Linked DNA regions of Muntiacus reevesi: region 2 is linked to region 1. Evidence: chromatin contacts called from public Hi-C data. All regions are on one chromosome and are shown on one strand. The core of a region is the stretch at or near the end of the contact, and the rest is flanking DNA. Distances in the headings are between cores, read along the strand shown.

Region 1 (2,865 bases), core at 247-2,746:
ATATGAAAAAATGAATAAAAACCCATAGTTAATGTAAAAATATTTTGGCAGTATTTGAAGACACAACTGAAAGTTATCCTATAGGAAAGGGACAGATATGGCATGTGTTAAAAATTCACTTCATGGCAAATAGATGGGGAAACAGTGAAAACAGTGGCTGGCTTCATTTTTCTGGGCTCCAAAATCACTGCAGATGGTGATTGCAGCCACGAAATTAAAAGATGCTTACTCCTTGGAAGGAAAGTTATGACCAACTTAGATAGCATATTAAAAAGCAGAGACATTACTTTGCCAACAAAAGTCCGTCTAGTCAAGGCTACGGTTTTTCCAGTGGTCATGTATGGATGTGAGAGTTGGACTATAAAGAAGGCTGAGCGCAGATTTGATGCTTTTGAACTGTGGTGTTGGAGAAGACTCTTGAGAGTCCCTTGGACTGCAAGGAGATCCAACCAGTCCATCCTAAAGGAGATCAGTCCTGGGTGTTCATTGGAAGGACTGATGTTGAAGCTGAGACTCCAATACTTTGGCCACCTTATGCGAAGAGCTGACTCATTGGAAAACACCCTGATACTGGGAAAGATTGAGGGCAGGAGTGGATGGGGATGACAGAGGATGAGATGGTTGGATGGCATCACCGACTCAATGGACGTGAGTTTGGTAAACTCTGGGAGTTGGTGATTGGTAGGGAGGCCTGGCGTGCTGTGGTTCATGGGGTCGCAAAAAGTCAGACAGGACTTAGCGACTGAACTGAACTGAACTGAACTGAAACATTCAGAAGTGGAAAAATAAAATGTTTCATGTCTGACAGCAAATTCTTCCTGAAATATTTATCAGAATCCGGGGACATTTGATAGCTGCTCTTTCTTTGTAACAATAAGAGCCCTGCCCTCTGGACTGCTAACTACACAGGATTTTCATCCGGTACAAAAATCATTTTAAAGAAAAAACAAGTGACCACGAAGTAGGAGATCCTTTTCTTTCTCAGTCACAAGACACTTTAGCGGCTAACCTCCTTTCGGTGGAAGAGAGGTAAAAAAAATAAAGCCTCTTTGGTGCCGTGAGGAAATCTAAGAAAGACGCTGAGTCAAGTTGGCTCCTCACAAGTCCCTCATCACAAAGCCAAAGGGAAAAGTCCTTAACAGGAAAAGACCTGACTGCTCTCACAGGAAGGGCAAAGGATTCAGAAGCTCGCGGAAGGGAACGTCACCACCGAGTTCTGCGGCGGCTGCCAGAGCGTCGGCCATCAGTTAGCACCTCCCCTTCCTTCTGGGAGTAGTAGCTAGGCAACCGTGGACGTCTAGCAGAGAGGAGGACTGGCGGCTGCGTTAGTGCCCCTGGCGGCGAACAACGAGCGCAGCAGTTACCTCTTACAGTTTTTACCCTCCCCTCTCTCCACCCCCTTTGCCCCCGCCCACCCCTCCGCCACTTCGGCTCCTCCCTCCTCTTCTCTCTCTTGCTCTCCTTCCTCCTCCGCCTCCTCAGCTCTAGAGCTAGAATATCTATGGGTCGAAACGTGATGCGATGAATCCGAGAAAGACCGAAACTGGGACGCGGAGTGCGGCGGAAACGGCGGGACTCCTGGGCATGGGGGCTTCACCACAATAGAGACAGCGCCCCCACTCTCCCCCGCCAGCCCCTCTGGAGCGAAGCCCCCAAACCCCCTCAGGAAAAGGATGGCGGCGGCACCTACCCAGATTGAAGCCGGTGGGTGGCTGTGTCCGGGGGTTAAGAGTATGGGGGCTTAGCGCGGCGGCTGTCAGTTTCTTTTGAAAAAGCGTCTATTTCTCTTTGCCTCCCTCTCAACCTCTCCCCCCCCCCCCCTCTTCCTCAGAGCTCTATTACCTGATCGCTAGATTCTTGCAATCCGGACCCTGCAACAAATCCGCTCAGGTGAGAAGGGGAAGGAGATCTGGGAGTCTTGGGGAATGGTCCCAATGGGGAAATCGAGGCAGCAGAGTGTGCGGTTTCGTTGTGGCTGAGGTAAAGGCCGGCCTTGAGTAGCTCTACAGCCAACGGCTGGGTTCGAATTGGGGAGGGAGGAATGGGTGATGGCCCGAGCTGCTCGTCATAATCCGTGTTTTCCTTTTGCTCAGGTGCTAGTGCAGGAACTCGAGGAGCATCAGGTACGTAGCCCCATCGAGAAGAGGTGGGTAGGGTTTGGGTGAGACTGGAGGAAGGGGAGGGCAAGTAAGGGGCGGAGGGCAAGGGCTGGGAGGGAGCCTTGGATTTGGGCACTCAGAGCTGTTGCTACAGGGGTGAACCGGCTCCTTCCCTCAAAGGGGGCGGATATCTCTGGGGTCCTAACTCACCCCATTTTATGCCTGTGGGAGGTGGTTTTTCAGGATTTCCTCCTCCTCGGCCTTCCCCCCCTCCCCCCACACACTCGTCTAGCTCTGAGACAACAGCTATCATGCCAGAGAAATAAAGACGCCAAGGGTCGAGGACCCGGACCCAAGCTGGGTCGCGTTGATGCGGAGCAGAGGCTTGGCCTTTATCGTTGCCCCCTCCACCCTTTCTTTTTGCCGGCCCCCAGCTTATTCCGCGCCGCCTAGACTGGGAGGGGAGAGAGCACCGAAGAAGCTTCGAGGATCTGGTGAGTAGAGTTTTCATTTCAACTCAACCTAACTCTTTCTTCACTCCCTTTCCACCACCTTGTACCCCCAACCTACCCCCGACCCCTCAGCCGACGCGGCTCTAGAGCTCCGTGCTGAGCCGACGAACGTCCCTTCCCCCCTCTTGGCGGTCGGAGAAAGGGTATCTTGCCCTCCCCTTGGCCTCGTTTGTTTCCACCCGAAAACTTTGAAGAATGTGAGTTGGTTATCAGAGATGCCCTATTGTGGTTTATAAATATGTTACAAACATCAG
Region 2 (2,865 bases), core at 184-2,683, 210 kb before region 1:
TTATTCACCAATCCACACCCCCATTCTAGCAAATTTTAGGGCTCATGAACTACATTTGGAAAGTAAATAAAGGCCTCTTTTAAAGTAGAAAGCCACCTAAAGATAACTAAGACTAGGGTGAGGTTAGGGGGCACTCAAACACAAATGATAAGGGGCGCCCCAAAACTCAATAATAAAGATAAATGTTTAATACACTACTTTAAAGAGCTAATTAAAGATTTTTTAAAAGTCCATTGATAAACAAAATATCAATTTTAAATAAAAACAAGATCCTACCTTACACTTGCGGGCCTTCCCAAGTGGCGCTAGTGGTAAAGAACTCGCCTCCCAATGCAGGCTACATCCCTGGGTCAGGAAGATCCCTTGGAGAAGACCATGGGAATCCACTCCAGTATTCTTGCCTGGAGAATCCCATGGACAGAGAAGCCTGGCGGGCTACAGTTCACAGGGTTGGAAAGAGTCGGACATGACTGAAACGACTTAGAACACAACCACTCTACACTTGCATAATTCACCTCAATGGCCTCATCCTAATCTCCTGAGTCTGGGGTGCATCCTTAAATTTGCACCAGAAGTGAGTGCTTTAATTGCTTTATCCTAGTCCAGGCTCTGTGCCCTAAATACTTTCATGTATGGTGTCTTTCCGAGTTCCTTCACCAAATGCCACCTTTGGATTCATAATCCATTGTATTAACCTTTTTCCTCTAGATAGTCCTGTGTTATTACCTCACACAGAGTCCCATTAAATTCTTGATGAACTCCCACCAAGTGGGATAATGGCATCTATCAGATGTCCCCACCTTCAGGTTCCTCTTGCTCTTACAGTTTCAAGTTTTGAGGCTCTTCATCTGCGAAAGATGCCCCATTTTGGCACCCTGATCCTGCCAGGACCACAATTCTGGTGTGGCGCAAAGTCCCCACATCCTGAGAAACAGCTCCACTCTTTTCTACTTTCTAAACGAGTACTCCTCTCATGTCATCTACATCCTCCTGCCAAAGGTAGAATGGAAAGATTGGAGCCTAGGCCCAGTCCTATCTGAAAAGCACTTTCCTTCCAGGAAGAAGCTTTTGGAGACCGTGGAGAAAGCAAGTGCAGTGACTTTCTCCTGTTATTACTACATAAAGGAAAAAAAGAAAAGAGAACCGATAAGGACAACCCCAGCTTTCCCGACGGTTTTATGCTTCAGCCCTTTGTGTCCACTAAGTCAAGGTGCTCCTCTACCCCACCAGCAGTCGGAGCAGGCAGCCTTCGAGGGCTCCAGGAGTCCGTAGGCCACGCCCCCTTGGCTTGTCACTCCCCTGATTGGTCTGACAGCCTGTCACTCCAATTTGGCTCCCACTCCTGCTAACCATTCACGTAGTTCGGTTGTGTCTTGGTGCGTTTAATGTTGCCAATAACGAGAGTTTTTTTTTTTTTTTTTTTTTGAAGGCAAGTACAGGTCGTACTTTAATTAGTTCATTGAAAACTCAGTTGCTCTCTGAGCGGTCGTGTAGAGACTGCTTTCGGCTTTTTTTCTGCTGACTGCTAAGATCTCCTATAGAGAGCTGCAACAATGCCCAAAAGAAAGGTAAGTGAAATAGGAAGATAGAAGGGGTATTAGCGACTGAAATACATATTTCCTAATCGGCAGAGACTTTTTTAAAAAGCATTTTGGCTTCTAGTTCGATTTTGTGAGGTGCCTAAGGGGAGGGAAGGGCAAATATCGGTTAGTATAAGGTTGAGGATAGTCTTTCACGCAACTGGTAGTTCACTTTTGGCGTGTTTTGTTTAAGGAAAAGAATCGCTTGAGAGGTGTCTCCATGCTGACTTACAAACAGCCATAGCGCTGTGCTGTCGCTTCCTACCCCACCCCCGTTCCTCCGCTTACCCTATTGGAGAACTCCTCCCAACCACACTTTCAGGCACTAATTTCCTCCTCAGCCTCCAGCTTTCCTCCGGGAACCGTCCCGTTTTGGGGTACGAAGGCCATGGCTTTCTCCCGTAATTATTTGCCTTTGTTCTTCCCGTTTTCTTTTTCTTTCTTTTTTTTTTTCCCTCCTCCACTTCTTGTCAAGCCAGAGGGCTTTGCAGTGGTAATCCTGTGCCATTAGGCGGCGCAGACTTCAAACTGTCCTGGAGGAGGTAGAGATTCACCGCTGTAATAGCGACTTTAGGCCGGAGAGGTCTGAGACTCTCCAAGCTCACTGTCTAAAGGTGGAAGAATGATAAGAGAAATGCGTCAGATAAACTATTGCTGATCTTGGGGTAGCGTGGATTTGCTCACTTTAGACACAAAGAATTGATATGAGCTATTCAAGGGCTACTGGTCTCCTGCAAACCCTCACTTAAAAAATCATGACTCCTCTCTTAGACAAGAAAGAAATTCACACTCAGTGTTGACCTGTTTGTTTGTTTGTTGGGGAGGCGGGTCCCTTAGAAGTGAAATCGATCGCTGTTTCGTTGCTTGATAAAATCGTAAAATACTGTGCTAAGGTAAGGCGTTATGATTTTTTTTTTAAGTATTATTCCTCTCTATTCGTTTGTCTTCCCTATTTTTAGAAATAGGAATAAGACTGAAATTCCACAGTGCTCTGAGGCTGTATGACTCGTGCGATAGCTTAGTAATTCCCAGTCTAAAAGGACAGAAAGCAATGGTTTCTAATCACCAACCCCCTTCCTGTGATTCCCGCCGCTACGCTTTTCTAGGCTTGTGCAATGGATCTTGCGATTTTACAGAGCTGACAGCAACCTTGTAGCAGGTAGTGGCGGGAAGTTTTAAAATCCGCAGCCGGCTTCTCAATAAAACGCGCTGACGTTTTAACAAAGAGGTAACCCCCACCCCCCGCCGCCGCAAAGCATTGTGGGGATTGTAGTTCTTGTCTGCA

What was found. A called contact is a pair of places that touch in the nucleus more often than the background predicts.
Region 2: a Hi-C map of muscle shows a contact between it and region 1, with 6 times the contacts expected there. The contact joins the promoter of HMGN5 here to the promoter of BRWD3 in region 1. A contact is called at or near these places in 2 of 3 Hi-C or Micro-C datasets (blood and muscle).

Annotation. Positions count from the first base shown.
Region 1 is chrX:71,650,457-71,653,321 of mMunRee1.1, reverse strand. It overlaps BRWD3 (bromodomain and WD repeat domain containing 3), which reads left to right and starts at 1,496. Exons shown (of 41, transcript XM_065916561.1): 1 at 1,496-1,704; 2 at 1,832-1,890; 3 at 2,094-2,123; 4 at 2,534-2,593. The coding sequence starts at 1,674.
Region 2 is chrX:71,859,095-71,861,959 of mMunRee1.1, reverse strand. It overlaps HMGN5 (high mobility group nucleosome binding domain 5), which reads left to right and starts at 1,433. Exons shown (of 6, transcript XM_065915449.1): 1 at 1,433-1,568. The coding sequence starts at 1,554.